Regions from separate parts of the Anser cygnoides genome. Here regions 2 and 3 are each linked to region 1. The links are chromatin contacts, called in public Hi-C maps. All regions are on one chromosome and are shown on one strand. Each heading gives the region's core, a stretch centred on a gene start, on an enhancer-like site or on the middle of the called end of the contact. The rest is flanking DNA. Distances are from core to core; before and after follow the strand shown.

Region 1 (4,859 bases), core at 1,124-3,623:
TTTTACAGCAAATGTTTTTAGTCAATGTTGCTACATGTTAAAAAAAAATCTATGCAGAACCACCAGAGGGAGTAAGACTGATCTCGATTAAAGCCAAGTGAATACATTTCTTAAATAGGGGAAACTGGAGATAAATATGGACTGACAATATCCTGAAACTCAAAATGATGTTAAAGGAAATAAAGCTTATGCATTTCATACAACATTACTCTCAAACTAGAGCATCAGTAATACAATTTTCAAATTAATGTAAGTCAATTGATACACATAGTTCTTAATATAGTGGCTATCAAATGTTAGTATTTTTGAATCAACTAACAGATCGAGCGATGGGACTCCAGACCTTCCATCTAAAAACACAGACGGGAACTTCAGAGAGCACGTTATGAATTTTTCTCATCTTATACATAAAATATACAGAACCCGAACTGATCTTCACATTACAGAAGGAAAAAAAAAATTCAACTTACTTTGTTCTAGTAATGACCCCTTCAAGTGTTTTAAATTCTGTTTTCTTGTTTTTCTGGGTACAAACCATGGATCGTTGGACAGCTAAAAGCTCTCCATTAACATCTCGAAACTGTAATCGAATCTGAGCTCTAACATCAGTTTCATGGGCAACCTTCAGTACAAACGACAACAACGAAACAAGTATGAGAAATTCTTCTCAACACCCAAATGAATACATGACTTCCCAGATGTGGAGCGTTCCAGTCCCCCCAGCTCTCTGTTTTTCCTGAGACAGTATGGTCAGCTCACATCTGCCTAATACTTGAGCATCCCTGTTTTCATCACAACCCTGCGTGAAGTTAAGTATTTCACTGAGAAGTAAACGTGCACTGAATCTAACCACTGTGGCTTTTACCTTTGGATCGTGAACAAATGAATTTCCTTTGGTGCCAGGGGGAAAATCGCCAGTAGATACATATTTAAGGCACTCAATGATAGTCTAAGAAAACAAAAACAAGTATACAGTTAGAATGACAATTTAGAATAACCAAGGAAAACTAAAGACAAAACACAGTAACAGCCCAAACATTTACAAATAAGATAAACATGAGGGGAGAGAGAAATAAGAAATGACATTTTATTTTCCAGTACCAGGAGAACATGGTACTTTGCAAAAACAGTTTTAGTCAGCACCTTGATCAATTTCCTATGAAAAACACCAAGTAGTGCACTGCAAAGCCTAGGACAATAAGTAGATCTCTAATAAACGTAAGCCAATGCAAGATTTACAGTAAACAGCAAGGTTTTTCTAATATTCGTACCTTGCTGTTGAAATCATTCTTTGTATTTTCAAGGTTTTCAGAGTTATTTGGCGCACAAAAACAATCATGTAAGTCTTACCGTTTTTCCCGCACCATTTGGTCCCACCAAAATAGTCATTGGATTAAGGAAAGTGATAATCTGTTTGTCTTTATCCTCTATGCCAAAACTCCTCACCCCGAGGATACTCATTTTCTCAATCCTTGCCATTTCTGCAGAATTCCTTCTCTTCCGCAGTCAGAAACGCAAACGCCACAAACCCTGTAAAACAAAGCTCTGTGAAAACTGGAGATGGCACGGCCTCCGCGTATCCCTGAAAGGCGACAACGCGGTTATTTAAGTGTGTGTATGGTCAGAAGCAGGGCTAAGGTTCTCCAGTTGCGGCCCAAGGCACAGAACGAGGGAAAGCAAAACCCTCGTAGCGCTGAGAAGCCCGACTCAAAGCTAAGGGCCGCTTATCAGCCGTTCAAAAATAACAACAAAAAAGGCCTTTAAGCACCTGTGAGAGAAAACGCTTCATGACATCGCCCCTTGTTATACAGGTTTTATTTATCGCTACTTTCCCCTGGCCCCGTTTCTCAAGGTGTCACGGCCGCAGGCGACACCCAACGCCAGCCCTGTCCCCGACATGAGGAAAAACCCGGCGGCAGCGGCTCAGGGGCGCCGCCGGCTGGAAGCAGCCGCGGTGCTGCCGGTGCGAACGAACGGGGCCCGGCCCCACGGCCCCGCCTGCACCTCACACGCGTGCTCGGGTCCCCCCCCCCCCCCGGGGACCCTCAGCGGGGCCCGTCCCGGCCGTGCCATGCGGCGGCCCCGGGCGCGGAGCGGGCGTTTCCCGCAGGAAGCCCGCGGCCGGCCCTGAGGCGGGCAGCCGGAGTTTCCCGCCCCGAGCGCGGCGCTGCGGCGGGGGCGGACATTTTCCGGCGGCCCTTCCCTTCCCCGGCCGAGGGGCGGCCAGGCGATGCCTCCCCCCCCTACCCCTCAGCCCCGGTCACCTCCGCTCCCGGTGCCAGCCCCGGCAGCCCCCGCGGTCGCCCCCGCTCCGCCCCGGCACTGGCGGCCCCGCCCGGCCGGGCCCGGCTCGCTACCGCCCCCCCGCGCCGTGGGGCCGGGCTGTCGGCGGCTGCTGGGCCGGGCCTCCCCCTGTCCCTCGCCCTTCCTCGGTTCCGACCCCGGCCTCCGGGGGGCGAAGGGGGAAGGTGGAGGCCTGAGGGGGCCCCGCGGCCCCGCACCGCTGCCCCAGCCCCGTCACCCCACAGAGGTCTTTGAGGGGTCTCCCAGCGGCACGCAGCGACCCCCCCCCCTCCCGTTGAGGGGCCGTTTGCACTTTTAAGACAGCTAACAATTCTAACATAGTCACTTTGGAGTTATTTCGTAGTGTTTCCAGCCTTCTGCTCAGAGCCCTGCAGCGCTGTGCGTGGCGGCACAAAGTTGTGGCCAAGTCCAAGGCCGGCCCGTGCTCTGCTGGACCCCAGCTCCAGCGTTACGAGAGGAACGCTGCCTTCAAAATTAAAAAACCCTTCGAAATTAAGAGAGCCAAGTGACAGTCTTCTCACAGAAACCTCCATATCCGCTCAGCAGTCCGGCTCGGCGCTTCAGGCTCAGGCCGGGCGGAGGAAAACCACATTTTTGCTGCTGGGTTTGATGTCCACTCACTCCGCCCGTTACGCACTGTGGAATCAAAACCAGCATGGGATAAATGATCAGAGCGCGGAAAGGTGGCTCGGCATCATCAGGGCTGAGGCAGAGCACAGGTGCACACTGCAGCCATAGCGGGCGCATTAGTAATTGTGCATGCTAGAGAGTATTTCCAGTGGTAGCATGAGTACCCGGGGCTGTGGGTGAGCGGTGGTTCACCATGACGCTGGTGGTAATGCAAGCATGATGCATCCCTCTCTCACAGCAGCAGATGAGAGTCAGGAAATGGTTTTCGAGTCTTTATTATACAAACTGGTAATTCACCGTGCTTAGTAGGAAATCTAGAATACTAACTGCAAAAATTCCACATCAATCTCTTTGTGCTTTGTGCAGGAAAAGGATGAAGTGTAGTCATCTGTCTTTCTGTAGGATTACTCTGTTTAAGTTCAGTTTGGGGGAAACTTTCATTGAAATCCCTATAAAGACTCTAACCAGGGAAAGAATGATTAACTAAGTAGCATGAGATGGTTTTGAAGCTCATGTCTCATCTAGGTCCGGAGATGTGTTGAGCATACAGACAAGTGCTATTAGAGCCAATTAAATGTGTGAGGACCCTCTGCTGTGACCCCACAAAAACGGCTTCCCTTGCCCAGGGCAACGCTTGCTTGCAAGGTACTAACCCTCATACTTCAGCTTTCCACTTTACAAATTCAGTACAGATCAATTCAAATACCATTATGACGCATGGATTATCAAACTCAGACAGATGGTCTCTCATTAAGTAGAAAAGTTTTAATTGTAGGAATATAATACTTTTTTCCACACTTTACAGCTATAGTCTATAAAAATTGTTGGAAATAGAATACAAACAATTTGTAAAGAAACTGTATTGCCTCCATTACCAATCCAACTTTTTTTTTTTGGTCTTGTGGACTGACTGTTGTCTTGTGCAGAGATGAATTTTGAGTTATCAAAATGTGAAAATAAATTGCAGCAGCTTCTTTACATTAAGTGAAGAAAATCTTCCATTGTTCCACGGAGAGCTCAATGGCAGCTGAGCAAAAGCAACTTCGTGCTACCAGGTGACAAATTCCAGCAATATATATTGAATATGGAATAGCAATAGAATAGCAGTAAAAACAAAACAAAACAAAGCCAAAGAGAAACTCATTTTCCTAATTAAATTATAGAACAAGTAGAAAAAAATGAGAAATGTCTCCTATATGCAACCAAAGGGAGATTGTAAAATAATGTAGTTGAAGTTCCATGCAGTCATCCGCCACTAAGTATGTTTTATTAGCTTATAGTCACGGTGTTAAGTCCGAAATGTTGGTTTTTGGTATTTTTTTTTAATTTTTAGAAAAAATAGAGGAAGAAATGAAACCAGACGATGCCTATAGCGAGGGTGCATGTTGTAGGTTGTTTAATATAGGTCCTGTTCTCAAAAGCAAAATAAGTAGTTAGGAAATCCACAGAAAATAGTGCAACTGGAACTGTTAAACTGAGAAACAGCGTATAATATGCATGTCCATTATTGGATATAATGACAGAAAGTGCACTGCAAGAGCGGATGTTTCTACTGGCGTTCACTAGGATGAGGAAGTAGAAGTTCAAATCACTATAAAATGTGTAATTTATTTCTTACTCTGAAAAAATGGGCAAAGGGAAGATAACCGCTTCCCCTAAAATAAAAAAATTTCAAATGCTTCTGGTTAACTCCTCAACCACTATCTATTGAATTTTCTGTGTACACATGAAAACATGAATTCTTTACGTTGGTGATTTTCTGACATTTATGATCTTAGGATAGTTTGTTAAATACTTTCAACATTCCATCCTGTCCTGGAAAAGAATCTGAGCAAAAATCCTGGACATTATGAAAATCCAAAATTCTAAGCCACATCTAATTTTTTCAACTAACCTTTCTTTTCAATAATGAAATGGTCAATCTC
Region 2 (4,897 bases), core at 1,178-3,677, 68 kb after region 1:
AGGTCAAGAAAGGCTTAGCCAATTTTATGCAGAACAACCCCTATCCCCTCCCATGACCTTGCCTCGTTTCTGCTCCCCACTCCTGCAGCCGGTGGCCGTGCGGCTTCCCCGGTTGCGTCCTGGTCCTGCGGCTGGGCAGCACCAAGCCCCTCAGCACCACGCGTGGCCCCAAGGGCTCTGCTCCGAGCTCCTGCTCCTCTGGGCTGCTCGGGCAGACCCCAAGAAATGCTCAGCAGGGATACTGGGTGCAAGGAATTTTGCTGGCTCGCATAGTGCTGGTGGAACTGACGATGCTCCAAACACTCCAGCTCTGCTGGTGCTCCAGCAGCTAACTTCTCAGATAAACATTTCTGCTTTGAGAGGTTTTTTTTTTAGTAAGCCATTCATTGTTACATATAAAAATCTACACGGCTTTCCCCTTGGTGCTAAAAGCGGAAACAGCACGTTTCATTTTGGGGTTGTATTAGCACGAATGCTGGAGTATTTGCTTTGCAGCAGCACGTTAATCACAGAAGCAGCCTGGCCTGTGGCTTGTGTGCAGAGCAGAAAGAAGAAGATAAGACGAGCATCTGCGCCGGGGGCTCCAGCATCGGGACACTTTGGGCTCTGAGACCAAGGCAGCCCCCCTTGGTCTCCCCAGCCCCCAGTGCCACATCCCCCTGGTGCCCCTTTGCCTCTGCCCCCAGCCATGCAGAGCACGCTCCTAAAAGCGCCGATGAAACGGCTGTTATTGCACAAACGCTGTGAGAGCACCACGGAGGGCAGCGAGGCAGGGCTTGTTCCCAGAGGAGGGCAGCTCGGGGGGAGCTGCAGCCTCCAGGATTCCCCATTTGGCTGACGCCTGCTCTGGGCACAGCGCGGAGCCGCCAGCCCCTCTGCAGCACAGACTGGTGCTGGTTTCCAGGGCCCAATAACCTGAGCAAGAGCTCGTGGGCCAAACTCACCCAGCGTTTAGTTCTGACAAAGCCCGTGCAGTTTTCCCAGTGATGAATTTGCAGCTTTAGCTCCAGAATCGCAATGGGCTCAAGCAATGTTTTGGTGCCGGGGCACACGAGTGCTCTGCCTGAAAACCAACATGCCCGAGGCTCTGTGAACATTGAAATCCCCAAACTCGCATAATCACAAGACACCCCAGTAACACGAATACATCTCCATTGTACTGTGTCTCCTTCCAGCACGAGACGAAGAGTGCCCACTCGCTATTCTGTTTCTCAGCATTATTCAAGTGGCAGCCCTAAGCCTGGCACTCTCCAAGTGCACTTAAAATCCTGCTCTGAAGACAAAACTTATCTCAGCAGCTCCTCTGAGCTACTCCGTACCAGAACACTTATTGTGCAGCCCAGAGCTTGCTTCAAAGTCTTGTTTCTTGAGCCGAGGCAAAGAATAGTGGAAATTGTGCTGCTTTTTTAGCGCCCATCCTAATTTTCCCTTAATTTTCAGATGGCATCAGCAAGCACTTTGTATACCCAAACCTCAGCGCTCTGCGAGCTCTGGTGCTGCTCCAGGCACTCCTGCAGAGCATCCCTGCCCCTGCCAGCACCGTTAGAGGTGCTGTGCCCCGCAGCCGAGCTCCCACGGCTCTGCCCCACCACAGCACGAGGGGCTCTCAGGGCTGCTCCACCTCGCTGCCGCCTGGCTCCTGCATGTGGCCACCTCCTGGCTCCTGCATGTGGCCACCTCCTGGCTCCGGCCTTTTGGGCGCGAACCTGCGCCCAGCACGCACCCTCACAAACCCTAATAAGCAGATGCAGCCGCATGGCCTGAGTGACACAGGTGAATATTCGCCGAATACAGACCGCCTTTCCCAAACACGCTCTTGGCTGTTTGCTGGATGGGGTTTTTCTTCCCGGCTGCAGCGTCCATTTCTGCACGCTCCTGATGCGCCCTGCGCCGCGGGAGCAGAAGTTTTGCTCTCCTCCTGCTCACCTACACCTGCACAGCCCAGGGGGTGGAGGGCTCTGTTCCCAAAGGGAGAGCGGGCAGAGATCACGGCTCTTTCCAGAGAAACAAGCTGAATTTCATCTGCCAAAGGTAAGGGTAAAGCTCCGGGCTTTCAGCTCTGGCAACACCAGCCTCTGGGGGACCCTGTTTGCACCCCAGCGGTGTTTACCAGAGCCACAAATAATGCTTGACCTGACGCAGAACAGAGGGAAATTTAGCTTTTGGTTCATTATAGTCTGTTTAAATCAACTTATATTCAGGCAGCAGATCTTTTCAGAATCTGCTCTCCCTTCCCGAACTGGAAGCTAACTCCTTGGGTTCGGGGCTAATTCCAGAGCAGAGGGCGGCCGGGGGGGGCTGCGCTGCTCCCAGGAGAGGCCACCAGAGCCGGGCCGGTCCCCGAGCCAGCCGCCTCGCCCCCCCCCTTGGCCGAAGTCCCGCACCAAGCACAGCGACAAGAACCAAGCTGAGGCAGGCGGCCAGGGAGGAAAACCTCCAGCTCGAGCCCCCAGGGCTGGCAGCGTTATAACCCCCCCGGGAAGCCGAGAGCGGGGGCCTGCAGGGGCACGGGGCGGCTGGGCTGGGCTGGGGGGGCTGCGGGGGGCTGCAGCCGGGGGCTGCCCCGGCCCCGCCGCTGGTTCTCCCACCCCCGCCGTTATTTCCCCACCCCGCCGTTACTCCTCCCGACCCCGCCGCTATTTCCCCCACCCTCTCCCCCTGCCCTCCTGGAGAGGCGGCTGCCGGGGGGGGGGGGGGGCAGGCGCTGCGGACCCCTGGTGCTGCCGCCCGCTCCCCGCAGCCCTCCCGGAGCCCCCCCGGCCTCCTCCCCAGTCCCCCCCCAGCATCCTCCCAGTCCCCCCCGCCTCCCCCCCCAACCCCGGGCCGGCGAGAGGCGCCCCCTTACCTGCGGCCCCCCGGCGGGGATGCTCGGGGCGCTGCGGGTGGTGCCCGTGGGTCCCGCTCCGCAGTGCCCCGCGCTGCGCTTTCGCTTTCCCTTCGCCTTTCGCTTTCCCTTTGCCTCGCTGCCGGCCCCGATCCCTCCCGGGCCGCGGAGGAGGAGCGGCCCCGGCTGCCGCCCCCCCCCCCCGAGCCCCCGGGCAGGGGCAGCCCCGAGCCGCTCTGCGCCCCCCCCCTCAGGGCGAGCCGGCTTCTTCCCAGCCTCCCGGAGCCTGGCCGGGCCCCGCAGCACAGGGGGCAGAGCCCTCGGATCCCCCCCCCCGAGCAGACTCGGGGCCGTGCTGGGACGTGGGGAGGCAGCGGGATGCGGGGGGGGGACAGCCCGGGGGGGGGGGGACAGCCCCGAGCAGCCCCTCCGTAAGGGGCGGATGCATGACCTCGGGTGGTTTGGGAAACGCTGTGGGAGCCACGAGATTTCTGATGGCTAAGGACAGGTAAGGGATAAGTCAAAAAGCAACTCGGTTCACGCCACGGTCAAAGAACCAGCCAGCTGCTCCCGGTTCGGACGCCTCGGGAGCCTCACCTCACCTGGGAGCCGAGCAGCCGGAGCTTCCCCACGCCGACAGCCGCGGCCAGGGGCAGGGGAGCCGGGCTGGGGCTTTGCACAGGCACCGGCACGGCCCCGCTCCTCCTCGGCGGTTCCGCTGCAGCCCTCCGCACGCCCCTGCTATGGAGCGTTGACGACTGCAAGCTGTAAAGCTCTTTTCTTTAGGATTTTAATCGGTTACCTGCTGTTCTTGGGAATTTCCTTCTGACCACTCTTACTACACGCCTTGGTAACGTTAGTTTAGGAGCTAGCAGCAGGTGCAGTTGAACCGCCTGGTTTCTCAGGAGGCAGGCAAAGAGGCGAGTGATGGAGGTTAAGGTAAGGTTTGGAGGTAAGGTCTGGTAGAATAAGAGGCCAAAGGCGTACGGTGTGAGTAGGGCAGAAAAACCACCTCCCTACAGCTGTGGATGCCCTTTTCTACAACCCACACTGGCTCAGAAGAACGCATTCCCCATTTTTGTTTGGTTTTTGTTTTCCTCTCGGAAGCACTCATTTCTGGAGACGTTTCCAGGACGCTACTCACACAGCGTTACCCCAGATCTAAGCAACGAGGCAATGCCCCCGCACACAGGCTGGTAGAGGGAGGCACCAAGGGTTTTACTTTCCTAAGGTTTTTGTTTGTTTGTTTTGAGCTGGAGAGGAGCACCGAGGGGAGGGCCTGGGGCTGGAGCCCAGGGAGACAAATGGGGTTTGCACAAGTGCTGCTGGGCTGCTCTGGAAGAACTGCCATGAACCGCTGCTGTTCAGAGGCACGCTGTAACCCGTTACAGCGAGCGATACATCAGCCAGGCTATTAACAATGAAACTTCACACTAACATCCGGGAGGAAGTGTTTCAAAGGGCTTCTAGGATTAATGATCTGTAGTCAGCTTAAATAAGGGAAGACGGCTGGTACGCGGTTTAGGACACTAGCTTGCTCTCCTCTAACATTTCGCTGGGTTGCAGAATCAAGATCCATATTCCACCAGTGGAAAAACCAAGCCCTGGGAAGCGACTTCCCATTGTCTAAGTACCAGTTTTATTTTTATATATATAATAACTGAGTTATCAGTTATCTAAATCATATTTGAAATTCGGGCCATGGGATCCAGACTCCCCCACTGTTCCTTAGGCTGCTTGTTGCCTCGTGTGATGCAGGGTTGGGTTTAATTCAGGTACTTGCCCTTTGTGAAATTTCAGATGCAGACAACCCAGTGCCTGTCCTGGCTGCCAGAAGATCCCCTGAGTGACCACTGTGCGCGTGGCTCAGGATTCTGCACCTACACGGGACTATTTTAACTTTTCTCCTTTACAAAACTTACGGAAACATAGCGACAGCTCAGGAAGCGTCATTTAGATGGATGGATGAAAAGACAGGAACGTGTGTGCATTTCATGATGTATTTATAAACTCCTCCAGATACTGGAGGCCTGGTTCTGGACCTTCAGATACACGCAAAGCAAACTGTTTTCT
Region 3 (4,410 bases), core at 282-2,781, 86 kb after region 1:
GTACTCTGTACTAGTTCAGCTTGCAACATTTTTTCCCCTAAATCATCAGGCCTTCCAGTAGAAGAGCTGGATACATTCCAGGACACAACACACAATGAGGAGACAAAAGCAACCACTAGTTCAACTTAATTCCTCATCAGCATCTCCTCCATATTCAGGTAGGTGATCTTTTGGCAAGTTAATTGCTGGAGACTGATTTGGAGCCCTTAAGGTCTTGTCCCTCGATACAAAATATAAATTATTTCCTCCGTATCTTGTAAACCATCTTGTATCTGAGCTAATGCCAACAAGAAGTTTATGCAACTTCTGCATCAGGTCAAAATTATTTCCGAGCGCTATTCTGCTCTGAAGATCTGGAGGATAAAACAGTAGCCTGCTGCTCGTGCACTCCAAACGTCAGTGTATTTGCCTTTGGAAATCTTCGTTTTTTTATTCTATTAAAAGCACGAAGTTCTATTAAAGGCTTAACGTTTGACCGTTTCCCTTCTTCCTGAGCACAAGGCTCCCACCGCACAGGCTGCGGGCAGCTTTACAGCTCGGCCCTTTCTCATCCACCACATGACCCTCCTGAAGTGCTCTCCAGTTTTGCCACTCTTGGTTGCCAAGAAACCAACAAACAGGAAACAAAAAAAAGGGAGGAAAAAACAAACAAACCACAAAACAAAACCAGGAACACTGCAAAATTTAAACAGTCGATGAGAAACAGGGCCCAGCCTTTTAGCAGCTGTGTAAGCAGACAATACAATCCCCTAACGCAACAGCACAAGAAGCTACAGCAAGGGCAGGGAGAGCAAAGTGATGGGCTGTAAGTAAAACTATCACCCAAACATTTTCATTCCCCTCGTATTGGATAATCCAACCAACCGGGCTCTATTTATGCTCTGCAGACTGTTTGGGGATAGTCCCCTCCTGGACCCTAACTGTTTTGAAACCTCGGAGCCCGAACGCTGCGGGTGCTGCACCGGATTGAGGAACACTTCAGACAGGAGCCCCGGGCGCTGCTCCATCCAGACTGCTCATTCCAACTGTATGGGGCCCCACAGCGAGCCCAGATTTCTGAGAATCGTGCTGCAATGTAAACATGTTTCCTAAAAACTGGGGGGAAGATGCCAGCCTTCTGCTCTACAGCTCTTCAGCAAGCAAATGAGAGAACAGGGTAAACAGGCCACTGAGGAAGAACAGCTTTGCACAGATCTTGTCACAGCATTACTTTTACTTTAAAAAAAAATGGACAGAAGTTCTGCAGTTAAACAATTAATCTAGCTCATTTGCCTTTTAAACAGCACTTGAACAGCACTTCTGAAAGTTGATGTGCTTTGGTTTAATCTCTTTGGCCATAAATAAGCACTGTGTAAATATGCAGTGCAGCCCTCCCTGCTGCGGCAGCCAGCAGCTCCCCCTTGTCCAGTGTTCCCCAGGATCACCATTTCCTGGTCTTGCCCCTCCCTTCTGCTGCTTCTTCATCCAGCCCCATTCAGAGATAGGGAACAGATTAATTTTTCTTCTTACGAATGGGAGATGGAGGCATTCCAGACGCAGTGACCTTAAGCCAGTGTTGGAGTCAGAGCTCGTTTTCTGTTCTCTTGCCACAGTGCTGGCAGGGGGTAAGTTTTTATCCCTACAGCATGAGAAAGAATGTGGGCGGGAGGAAAAAAAAAAAAAAAAAAGGGTGTTCTAATGAAAGTCCAGTGAAAGAGCCATCAACAGACGTCCACGCTTTCCTGGCATTCTCAGTCTGTTCCAGGGAGACCAGGATGGCTCTCCTACTATCTACAAATCAGTCTAGATAAACAGGTTTGCCTGTACCTCAGCCACCTTCCAGCCAAATTAAGCTTTTTCAATCTCAATAGCAACACATTTGAGTTTAATGGCTAACCATTTTGCTCAGCCTGGTTGAGAGGCCTTGTAAAGTGAAGTGAATATACAAAGGTAGTGACAATCAAATTTCCTATCAACAGCTACACGATGTCTAGTGTCAATAAGAACACAATTGAGCAACCATGCCCAGACAGACTCTAGAGATCTACACATTCCCCTGGATTATGCAAACGATTTGTCTGTCTGATGTGTGAATGAACGCGGAGCTGATTACACAGCTTAAGGTCACCAACTGCTCAGACAAAGGGGAGATAACTAGAGGAAACAAGAACAGCTTTGCAGAAATGGAGTAGTTAGCAGTATATCTTTTCTTCCTCATCCACTCTAAAGAGGTTCAACTTTTGATCTCCTCAATATGGAGTGAAAATTGAACTAGAAGAACAGTAATCCAGTACCACTGGCCAGGATCAGTTTTATATTAGACTCTAAGCAAGCATAAAATCTGTTCAGAGCATAATTACTATCTACAGCCAATCACTAGGAAACATATTTCTGTCCAAAGAGGTCTGTGTCTAGAGGAAAACAAAGGCTAAGAGACTAGGAGATTAAGTGTTCTCTGTTGGGTCCCAAGACATACTCCTCAACATGGCCAGGTCCCAGAGGCTTGAAAGATCAGAATCAAGTCATTTGTCAGCTGCGTGGGCTAAGAAAGCCCACCAAACTCCGAGTCACTGGGATAAACTAGACTCCCTGCTAATTTGCTGACTTCATATGGGATATAGTCAGATAACAAAACAATAGGTAAATCAAATGCATTACCTCCCCTCAAAACTATGGCTTAAATCGAAAAGACAGCTGTTAACTGGATCAAAAAAATGTTTGCATTAGAATGTTGCATGGGATTGGGACAGCAAGGGCTTTGCAAATCTTAAAGAAGCACGGAAAGGGTATTATGCTTTAAGGCGTTTCAAGAAAAGGATGAACTTCTACCCATTTGAGAAATACATAATACACTGCAGGCATAACTCAATTCATGTGTTTGGAAATTAACTGCTTTCCGTAATCATTAATAGGTCTAGCAAACAACTTGACTGCTAAATGAATCTTACCTCACTAGGATCAAGTATTACATCTGGGGGTGTAATACCATTAATTTTTGCAGCCTTTCGGAGTATGTCTTCTGCCTCTTGAAATCGTCCCTGAGAGATTAGCCACCGTGGAGATTCTGGAATGACCCTGTAAGAAATGTTCATAATAATGTGTCAGCATTTCCACAGAATGCACTGCTGCAGAGACCAACACATATTGTTCCAGGCACAAAGAGCTCAAAACTTTCCATACCTTGCAGAACTTAGAGCAAAGACAATAGAAATCAGATTTACAAGAGCAGACTAGCAGGCTGAACAAGAACAGATTAAAATGAGTTCATGGATTTTAAAAAAATACTAAGGAGCTGAAGCATGATTCAGAAAAGAAAGGAAGAGCAACTAAAACCTTCCAAGTATGGGGAAAATGGTTTAATTAAAGAAATTCAGAAATGCGAACACATAAGCAGCATTCTGTACATTAAGAGGTATATGCTTAGTGACTAACGCCTATAAAATCAGTTCTTGACTTGCCCGTTTGTGACACTGTTTACAGAAAGTGGAATCTGCATGAGTCATTCAGCTTCATAAGAGAAGCTAGATGGAATCAGACACACTGTGTAAGTGAAGAAACACCACCACCATGTGGACTACTTAAACCTTACATGTCACATCACAAAGGTAGTATTTCACCAACCGTGGATGAAAATATTGAAGTCTCACAGGTTTTACAGCTCGTCATATCTGTATCACCATACCATTGCCCAGCTTCCCAAAATAACTGTTTTTCTTGCTGCTCTTAGCCCAGGCCTACTCCTAAAGTTCACTGATTTTGGCTGATGCAGGAGGACGAGTTTTTGCCCTTTTTTCCCCTCCCTCCTTTCAATATGGAATCACTTCATTTTCTAGAAGCCTACAGAAAATGAAGACTATTTTTTTCAGACATGAGTCAGAGATCAATGCTGCAGACTTGTGGCTAATAGACTGGGTACAGTAAAAGGCTACAGCCGCTTTTCACCTGCCCACTCCTGAATTTCATTGGTAAAGGCTGGCTGGCATCAGGATCTTAAAAATCTGCTGGCAAAGCCTTCTACAGACTAATGTCTTGCAGCTTCTTTCTACTCACCACCAGAGTGGGATGCAGAGCAGCCCAGGTAAAGTAAGCGCCAGCAGCAGCATCCGCCAGTCTCTGATGAAGTAAGCAAACAGTGGCAGCAACATGTAGCCAAATGCGTAAAATATGCAAACACCTAGCGTGCAGAATAGCACACGGATTGATTTGCCAAGAATTTCTGTGCCTGTTCAAAACAAAAGAATGAAGATTAGTGTTTTAACTTAATAGCAACCAGATATCTTACAAAAATACCTTAATAACTGGCTTTGAAATATACTACACTGGGTAGTTACAGCATATACACCTTTGCCTTCCAATATTTGAGGCACTCCAGATCTGTTTCATGTCATGATCCTGCATAAACGCAAGTAGTTACAAGTACAAAAGGAAGAG

The links. Hi-C and Micro-C count contacts between places; a contact is called where the count stands out from the background.
Region 2: a Hi-C map of liver shows a contact between it and region 1, with 3 times the contacts expected there. The contact joins the enhancer-like site here to the promoter of RAD50 in region 1. A contact is called at or near these places in 3 of 7 Hi-C or Micro-C datasets (blood and liver).
Region 3: a Hi-C map of granulosa cells shows a contact between it and region 1, with 1.7 times the contacts expected there. The contact joins the enhancer-like site here to the promoter of RAD50 in region 1. A contact is called at or near these places in 2 of 7 Hi-C or Micro-C datasets (blood and granulosa cells).

Annotation. Positions count from the first base shown.
Region 1 is chr14:1,805,424-1,810,282 of Taihu_goose_T2T_genome, forward strand. It overlaps RAD50 (RAD50 double strand break repair protein), which reads right to left and starts at 2,374. Exons shown (of 26, transcript XM_067005556.1): 1 at 2,265-2,374; 2 at 1,351-1,530; 3 at 866-949; 4 at 471-622. The coding sequence starts at 1,479.
Region 2 is chr14:1,873,799-1,878,695 of Taihu_goose_T2T_genome, forward strand. No RefSeq gene overlaps it. Among named protein-coding and RNA genes, the nearest start is that of IRF1, 39 kb to the left of the region's middle. Within about 2 kb of position 2,428, at least 1 of the 3 cell types and tissues checked has open chromatin away from gene starts, as enhancers often do. A contact at or near this core is called in liver, where this site is marked.
Region 3 is chr14:1,892,635-1,897,044 of Taihu_goose_T2T_genome, forward strand. LOC106032756 (organic cation/carnitine transporter 2-like) reads right to left here. Exons shown (of 11, transcript XR_007160720.2): 4 at 4,030-4,201; 5 at 2,928-3,054. Among named protein-coding and RNA genes, the nearest start is that of SLC22A4, 37 kb to the right of the region's middle. Within about 2 kb of position 1,532, at least 1 of the 3 cell types and tissues checked has open chromatin away from gene starts, as enhancers often do.